Linked DNA regions of Sus scrofa: all the other regions are linked to region 3. The links are chromatin contacts, called in public Hi-C and HiChIP or PLAC-seq maps. All regions are on one chromosome and are shown on one strand. Each heading gives the region's core, a stretch centred on a gene start, on an enhancer-like site or on the middle of the called end of the contact. The rest is flanking DNA. Distances are from core to core; before and after follow the strand shown. Region 1 holds the start of ENHO (energy homeostasis associated). Region 2 overlaps DNAI1 (dynein intermediate chain 1, axonemal). Region 3 holds the start of NUDT2 (nudix hydrolase 2).

Region 1 (2,700 bases), core at 179-2,678, 190 kb before region 3:
GGATCACAAACTTGGTTACTTGGTAAAACCAGAAATCAACGCCACCCTAATTTTTTTTGTTGTTGTTGTCTTTTGAGATTTTTAGGGCCACACCTGGGGCATATGAAAGTTCCCAGGCTACTGGTCAAATCGGAGCTACAGCTGCCGGCCTAAGCCACAGCCGCAGCAACACCAGATCCGAGGTGTGTCTGCGACCTACACCACAGCTCAGGGCAACGGCAGCACGGGATCCTTAACCCACTGAGCAAGGCCAGGGCCGAAACCTCATGGTTCCTAGTCCCTTCGTTTCTGCTGCACCACAAAGGGAACTCCGACACCACCCTAATTCTGGTAGGCATTTGGATCTGTATCTAGAATTCCAGAGATAAATTAATGCTAGATTTGAGAGAACCGAGAGACTTCATGTGCTTATCCATGGAGAACAGTCAAGGGGAATGAGAAAAGGGTCCATTCAGAACACTAGGAATCACTGGCATATGAGGTAGGATAGGAAGGTCTGCCTGATGGCTCCTGCCCAAGCTCCTCTTAGGAGAGCTTCTAGGATGGATGTAGTCATGACTGGTCCCATTCCAGCCAGGGCTGAGCCATCCCTCAGAATAGCCTCATTCCTCTCTGTCCTAGGCTCCCCTACAGCAGAACAAAGTACAAGTCTGTGACCAACACTGGGTTGGAACTCAACAGATGTGTCCGGACAACTTATGCTGGCACGGCTGCTCACACCTCCTGGGATCGGGGCATATTGGAGCCAACTACAGACTCTTTGAAGTGGGGAGTGGGAGTGCACGTCCGTGAGCAGAGGGGTCTTCCAAGACCAGGAGGTTCTGTCTCCTCCCAGATGTGGGGTCCCAGAGCCTTCCTCCAGATGACGGGAGCAGAGACCTCTCAAAGATATTGAAGAGCGGTCTTCTGAAGTAGAGGAACACAGAGGCTTTGGCCTTGTTGAAATATTGCGCAGATCTTGTGTGGAAGGTGCAAGAAACCCCGGCAAGTAGGTGGGCCTCGCCCCCACCCCTTTCCCTGGGGAGGAATACAGCCGAAGTAGCCCCTTCAGTCCTCTTCCCTTCTCCGCCCCCTCCTGCACGAGGGGTGGGCCAGTCTTCGCCCAGCGCACCACCAATGGCAAGGGATCCTGGCACGGCCAGCCAATTGAATGGCGGCAGCGGCGAGGGGATGGCTCCGCCTCCAACAGGCTGCCGGCCGCTGGCCTCCCAAGAGGCGGGACTCTTCGCTGTTTTTGCTGCCGGCCGAGCCTGGCCGAGCCCAGCCGAGAGACCAGCCGAGCCCAGCCGAACCTTGCCGAACTTAGCCGAGCCCAGCCGAATCCCGCGCCCAGACTGCTGCCGCCGCCGCCCGAGCGCCGCCGTGCGAGCGAGCGGCCACGGCCGCGGAGGAGGCGCCGCCCCAGGGGGAGGAGGTGCCCGCTCGCCGCAGACCGCCCGCGGCAGAGGCCGCCCCGGTCGCGCCGCGGCGGGAGCGGCCGGCGGAGGCTGTACGGCGAGGGGGAGGGCCGGGGGAGGGGACGTCACCCCCGCCCGCCTCCTGCTGCCCCCCGCCTGCAGGCTCCCAGCTTCAATCGGCGCCCAGCATCCCGCTGCCCCAGACCTTCCCGCGGGCGCGCACCGGGCTCAACTCAGGTAAGAGGGGCCCTCCATCACAGGCACGGGGACGTGAGATAAAGAAACACGGACTCCCCCACAGAGACACAGCCGGGGAGAAAGAGAGACAGACACAAAGACAGACATACAGGAGACGCACAGAACTACAGAGACAGACCCTACGGAGAGGAGAGAGACACGTCCACAGGGACAGATGGACACACAGCGGGGAGGAAAGAGGGGGAGAGATACAAGAGATCCATACACAGACAGGGAGAAAGAGATGGACAGAGACTTACAGAGATACACAAAGAGACTGGGAGAGAAACAAGACACTCAGACACTAAGAGATGGGGACACACAGAGAAACGTATAAAGAGAGCCACCTAGAGAGACAGGTATACAGAGGCAGAGGCGCACATCCAGACAAGGGAACCAAGGGACAGAATAAGAGCCAGACATACAGACACACGCACCTGACCTGGAGAGACAGCCTTAGGGAGCGGAGCACCTAGGTACCTAGTCTTGGATACACAGATCCATACATGCCTGCCAGGCCTCCACAAAGTTCCCTCTGTGTGAGCTGGCGCCCCTGGAGGTCTCCTGGGCTGCTTGGCTAGCGTCCAGAGAGGTGGGAGGCGCCCAGGCCACACCGAAGCTGGTCACAGTACCCACCCTTGGAGGCCTTGGGCTTCCTCAATCCCACACACTCACGCGGTGCTTTTGTGGGCTGGATGCTCAGGGGGCAGGGCCAGGCCATGCCCACAGGGTCAAAGGAGAATGAGATACAGGCTGCCTACTCCAGCTTCCCCACTGTGGCCACGCCCCCATCCAGGTGCCCAGAGCCAGGTGTTGGCTCTAGGGGACCTGCTGGGAGGCCAGAGATGTGGGAGGGGGCTCTCCTCTCTACCCCTCTTTTCCTAGGCCTCACCCTGTCCCTTCCTCCTCACCACCCTTGCCTTTGCTCTGTCCCCCCCACCCCCAATCCCCCCACAGGCTCAGGACTGCAGGTGGACGTCTCCACTGTCCAGGAATCATTGAGTGTGTGGACCAGACAGCCTCCCTGGAAGGCCGGCTACCCCGGAGTCCCGCCTCGGCATGGGCC
Region 2 (2,700 bases), core at 41-2,540, 170 kb before region 3:
CCAGATACTTTTCCCCACCTGCTTGCTCCTGGCCTGGCTCCAGCTAATGGGCCTTCTACCCAAATGCGGGATGGGCCCCAGTCCTTCCGAGGGTCCCTGCCTTCCCCTGCCCAGGTCTTATTTGACTGAGTCAGAGAATAAACATCTGGGAATTCCAGGCAAAAGGAGTCCTGGGCTGAGCTCATTCGTGGTCAGACCCAAACAACAAACTCAAATTCTCACTTGAGGTTCTGTCCACAGGAGGCTGATGCTTATGGTGGGAGGTTGGCATCTGGGAGTTTGCACAGAGCGTGTGATGGATGCTGGGGTGCCAGCTTCTCTGCACAGTGACCTGGTCCAGTAGCTAGGGTACCTTTGCCTACTTCAGCTTTGCCCTCTTTCTTCCAGGGAGGCTCCTGGGCATTCAAGGGCATGGGACTCCCAGAGGCGACCTCTGGAGTGAATGCAAGGGCCTTGTGAGTTCCAGTGCACCCTGGCTCTATCCGGGACCCTGCAGCGTGGTGCTGAGATGCGCAAGGCTCTGGAGAAGAGACGCCCATTGCAAAGCTGGTCAACAGCTCCCGTGCCAGTGGCAGCCGATGCTGGTGCCACCACTGGCCCCACTCTCTAAGAAAAGGTAGGGGCCTCGTCTGAGTTCCTCTCTGTCCCCACAGCCCCCTCTCTCTGCTCAGGCCACCTGAAGGTCCGGCAGGAAAGCTAGGAGACAGAATGACAGACAAATCGTCAATGGTTGTGCTTTATGTGTGGGTGATTCCTACAGCTTACAGGGCACGTGTCTCCTAACAGCCCTGAGATGGAGGGCCGATGGGCATCAGCCTCTCTGTCACCAGGGCAAAGAAAAAAAAAAAAAAAAAAAAACAGGGTCTCAGCAGCTTCTGGCCCCAGGTCACACCACTGGGAAGTGACCTCCCTAGCCGGAAGGTCTGCAACCCATAGTGGTGCCACCCAGGCACGTGGATGTGGCCAACAAAGGACAAAGGGCCCTTCCCTGGTGCCTGCCTGCCCAAAGGAGGCTGCTGGGCTTGCCCGGCTCACAGCCATCAATTCCTGGGGGGGGGGAGGGGTTGGTCTTCTCTGCTGCTTAGGGCTAAGCCTGCCCCCATGGGCAATCTCTACATGACCCCCCAACTGGCTGAGCCCCCCTTCTGGCCCTGGGTGAGGCTAGAGCTGAAGCGGTTTCTCCTCCCACCTGCTGGGGAGCCCCCTCCCCCATGCTCGGTCCTGGGCAGAGAGCCTGGGCGGAGAGCAGCCTCATAGAGGGCTCCACACCCACTCCTGGGAGGGCCTGCTTGGTCCCGGCCCTGTTCCAGGCCCAGTAGCTGCAGCAGAGGGGGGAGGAATGTTCGTGCTCCCTGCCAGCGGGGGCGGGTGCTCCCCACTTGGCAGCAGCCCATCCTCGGGAGTGGGGACACAAAGCGGGCATTTAGGGCATCCTCAAAGGCAGCCCTGACCACGGGACTGGGAGCAGCTCCAAGGGCTCCTCCCTGAGAGGAATGACAAACACCAGCTCCTCCGCGCCCCCCCCTTCCTTCCCCCACCTCCGCTCAAAGAATGGGCTGGGCGGACAGGCGGCCTGAGGGGGCAGAGACCAGGAGCCCATGCGCCTGCCAGCCAGCAGCAGCAGCTTGGAGAAGGGGAAGGCTCTGCGGCTCGCAGAAGCTAAGCCTCCCAGCCAGAAAACACGCCGTTAGCCTGCGGAGCGGCAGCTACCGCGAAGCATGAGGCCCTCTCCCGTTAGGAAGCGGGAACGTCCAGGCCAGTGCGGAGGCAGGGGCTTCTGCGGGCGACCGGGGAACAGAAGGAAAGCCAACTGCCCCAAGGTCTCCACAGTGCTGCCCCCTGCTGTGGGGGGAGGGTAACTGGCGGGAGGGAACATCCCAGGGCGGTGGCCTCCTGGGGTTCAGGGGCAGTGATGAGCACCAACACCGCCTCCAGCCCGGCCTGCTGGGGAAACTCTACCCTTCAGCCCCGTCCTTTCCTCCCCAGGTCGGGTCCAGTCTACCTTCTCGGCTTCTCAAACCCACTGCTCCAGCCCCGCGCCATGCTGGTGGCTCAGATCCTTTTCGTCTCTCCTTGGGATGTCTCACCAGTCCCCCCACCCCACCGCAGCAGTGGTTGGGTCCCAGTGCTTCTTGAATCCCTTCAGTGGTTTCCCCTCGGGAGAGAGGCCCAACTTCTTGCCCGCCCCCCTCCTCAGCTTCATTTCCTCCTGTGTCTCTCATGCCTCCCACTGGCCGTTGCATATGCTGCTCCCTATGCAGGAAGTCCTCTGCCCTCTCTTTCTCTGCCACAATAATTCCTTTGAGGCTCGTTTTGGCATAGCCCTTCACCCAGCACTAATTGCCAGTAGGATGGTGGGTCTTTTCCATTAGACTGGGAGCACCCTGAGGGCAGTGACTAGATCTTAGGCATCTTTGTATCTTTCACATCTGGCCTAGAGCTCTGCACTGAGTAGGTACTTGGTGTTTGCTAGTTGAGTGGGCAAAGGAACAAATAGCCAGATTACTTACAGGAGCCATATCCCACTGCAAACAGATCATTATACTTTGGATTCCTGCAAAGGAAATAAGAACCCATTGGCTCAGGAAATGGACATGGCTCTCCCGTGAACACTGGTGCCTTAACCACGCTGCATACATCTACTGTTGAGCTTAGAGACCTATGATGATCCCCTAAGAGTCCCAGTTTCATTTTTTTCCA
Region 3 (2,973 bases), core at 184-2,683:
ACAATAAATCTAATGGCCCCATCAGCTAGTATATTTTCTTGTTTCTCTTATGAAGATAATAGCTACCACTTTTTGAAGAATTAGTACTTGTCAGGCACTGTGCCAAGTGCTTTGCCTTCATTATTTCACTTAGTCTTCACCACAACCCTACATGGAGCTACTGTCAGTTTTCCGGAGAGCTAAAAGGAAACTATAGCCCAGAGGTACGTCTGGATAGTGACTTAAAAGTTGATCTGCGGAGTTCCCGTCGTGGCTCAGCGGTTAACGAGTTTGACTAGCATCCATGAGGATTCAGGTTTGATCCCTGGCCTTGCTCAGCGGGTTAAGAATCCCGCGTTGCCGTAAGCTGTGGTTTAAGTGGCAGATGCGGCTCAGATCTGGCATTGCAGTGCTTGTGGTGTAGGCCTGGCAGCTACAGCTCCGATTGGGCCCCTAGCCTGGGAATCTCTATATGCCGAAGCTGCGGCCCTAAAAAGCAAAAAAAAAAAAAAAAAAAAAAAAAAGGTAGATCTGCCTATCTCCCAACATCGTTCCCAACCTTGCTCTATACTAGCTGCATTTGGCTATTCCATTGCATTGAGTTTTAATTTTAATTTACCATTTTATTTTAATCTGCCATTTATATGTGTATACGTAGGTATTCGAACATATATATTTTTTTTCCTTAGGAAATATAACAAATACACAGAGTACGAAACAGGCCACAAGGGAAAAAGGAAGTTTTCTGTTCTATTTTGTTTTGGCTGTGCCCTTTGGCATATGAAAATTCCGGGCTGGAGATGAAACCCGCGCCACAGCAGTGACCCAAGCCTCTGCAGTAACAAAGCGGATCCTTAACCCGCTGAGCCACAAAAAAACTCCAGTAAGTTATGTTTTAGGTAGTGGGACTCTCGGGTGACTTTACTTCTGCTATAATTACAATATTATCGATTCAATAAATGAAGTAATTAGAAAATATAAAACCTCTTTTGGAAAGTAGGCAGGGTTTAAAGGGTAACAACAAAGTTAAAACTGAGGTCCAGGGAGGAGAAGGTATGGCGCTCGGATCGCTGGGCCCTAAACACAGAACTCCGGGATTCTGAAGACCCACTCGATCACCATTTACATGAGGCTAAGCAAGGCTCGCGGGGCCATTGATCTCTCCCTTCTCCCTGCGCATATAAGAAAACTGAGATCCTGCGAACTGCGGGGGCCTGGCCTGCACACGCCACACTGTCAGCTTGGAGGAGAGCACGTCCATCTTTGACCGTGCAGCCACAGGAAGTTATTCAGCTGCAGGTTCTCATTGCCCTGAGCCTCAGTTTCTCCGCGGAGAACTAAAGCCAAGGATCCCTCTCTAAGGCTACTCACCCGAAGCAGAAAAAGGCAGAAGGCGGGCCCTGGACAGAGACTGGGGTGCACCCACCAATCCGGAGAGCTCGGCTGCGCTCTGGGCAACCAACAGCTCTGGGGCAAAAAGATGGGAACCCGCCTCAAAGGCTCCAGTTTTCTCTTTCAGAACATCGCGAGATTTTCACTTACGCGGAACCATTGGTTGAAAAGCGGAAATTGAGGGATACGCCCACTGCTTCATCGGGTCCTGATTGGTCTTCTAGAGGAGAGGGCGGCTCACGTTCCCGAGTACCCTGGATGCCCATTGGTGGAATGTGCGGGACTGCCGGCGCGCGGGCGTCGGCGCGGGCGTTCGAACCAGCGCTTGGCGGCGTTGCCATAGGGATGCGGCCTGGCCGCAGTCTCTAGCTCCGGAGCTGACAGTGCGCGTCGGTCGCCCGCCTAGGGGCTCTCACCTTTCGGTGTTGTCTTCTCTTGTCCTCAGACAGGGTTGACCGAGGAGGAATTTGGAAGCCTCCGAGGTGAGAAATGGCGAGGGAACACCGGGGCGGGGTGGCCTGGTCGGGAGCCTTGGTGCCTGCCCCGCGGGAGAAGGTCCGCAGGGCGCCCGCCGAGCGCGTGAGGAGGCGGGTGGTTGCAAGGGAACCGGGGATTGGCTTCTCTCGGGTGTCCGAACGTCCAGCGAACTCGCCTTTTTCCTGGCTTCTCCTGTGAAGCCTTTTCTGAGTCTCTTGCTTTGAACCCTTAACCCTAACTGGAACCTCTCTTAGAGCATTTTTGTTCCGCCTTAGGTTATTTGTGTACTTCCGCGAACCCCCGTTTCCTCTCTTGTCCCATCTAATTCAGAGGTCTTTGAGGCAAGGCAAGCAACTTTACATATGTAGATTTTTCAAGAAATATTTGTTGAGTTAAATTTAATTCACCTCAGATAGGTTGAATTCCTCTCTATTCCCTGCCGCATTTTTCCTTCCATACAGAGATTATTTTTTATTTTTATGGGTATGGGGGAGGACATCGTAATCTCATATTCAGCAGAACCTGAAAGTTCACGGTTGGCCTTTCCACTCTTTGTGAAAGGGAAAACTTTTGGATTACTTGCTACAATTCTTCCTTTCCGTCTTGTGGTTTTTAGTCTTGGTCTCCCAGTGTATTTTATCAGACTTTCTATTAGCCTTTATTAAAAAAAACAAAAAACAAAAAACAAAAAAACAAAAAAAACCCCCACCATTCTGGAGTTCCCGTCGTGGCTCAGTGGTTAACGAATCAGACTAGGAACCATAAGGTTGCATGTTCGATCCCTGGCCTTGCTCAGTGGGTTAAGGATCTGGCATTGTCGTGAGCTATGGTGTAGGTTGCAGACGAGGCTCGGATCCCGCGTGGCTGTGGCTGTGGCCGGCGGCTACAGCTCCGATTAGACCCCTAGCCTGGGAACCTCCATATGCCATGGGAGCAGCCCTAGAAAAGGCAAAAAGACAAAAAAACCCCAAAAAACCAAAACAAAACCATTCTGTTGTTGCTGTGATGCCAAGAGAGTTGATCTCAGTTTCTTAATGACCCACAGCTCTTGTGATATTTTAAATGTGTTTAGGAAAATGTTGTTGTTTTGTCTTTTTGCCATTTCTTTCTTTTTTTAAGAAAATT

Evidence for each region. Hi-C and Micro-C count contacts between places; a contact is called where the count stands out from the background. HiChIP or PLAC-seq counts read pairs in DNA pulled down with a chosen protein or histone mark.
Region 1: a contact with region 3 is called in a Hi-C map of skeletal muscle, with 3 times the contacts expected there. The contact joins the promoter of ENHO here to the promoter of NUDT2 in region 3. A contact is called at or near these places in 3 of 47 Hi-C or Micro-C datasets (heart right ventricle, liver and skeletal muscle).
Region 2: an H3K27ac HiChIP or PLAC-seq map of skeletal muscle shows a contact between it and region 3, with 2.3 times the contacts expected there. The contact joins the enhancer-like site here to the promoter of NUDT2 in region 3. A contact is called at or near these places in 2 of 5 promoter capture datasets (fetal skeletal muscle and liver), 11 of 47 Hi-C or Micro-C datasets (embryonic fibroblasts, fetal heart ventricle, fetal skeletal muscle and 5 more) and 1 of 2 datasets of contacts at active chromatin or transcription factors (skeletal muscle).

The regions. Positions count from the first base shown.
Region 1 is chr10:32,271,708-32,274,407 of Sscrofa11.1, forward strand. It overlaps ENHO (energy homeostasis associated), which reads left to right and starts at 1,429. Exons shown (of 2, transcript NM_001164858.2): 1 at 1,429-1,634; 2 at 2,592-2,700.
Region 2 is chr10:32,294,336-32,297,035 of Sscrofa11.1, forward strand. DNAI1 (dynein intermediate chain 1, axonemal) reads right to left here. Exons shown (of 20, transcript XM_021064678.1): 12 at 2,511-2,554. LOC110255674 (a long non-coding RNA gene) reads left to right here. Exons shown (of 3, transcript XR_002336316.1): 2 at 388-616; 3 at 1,987-2,700. Among named protein-coding and RNA genes, the nearest start is that of ENHO, 23 kb to the left of the region's middle. Within about 2 kb of position 1,291, at least 36 of the 83 cell types and tissues checked have an H3K27ac peak or open chromatin away from gene starts, as enhancers often do. A contact at or near this core is called in embryonic fibroblasts, fetal skeletal muscle and skeletal muscle, where this site is marked.
Region 3 is chr10:32,465,402-32,468,374 of Sscrofa11.1, forward strand. NUDT2 (nudix hydrolase 2) reads right to left here and starts at 1,434. Exons shown (of 4, transcript NM_214309.2): 1 at 1,351-1,434. All of the region lies in intron 2 of KIF24 (kinesin-like protein KIF24), which reads left to right.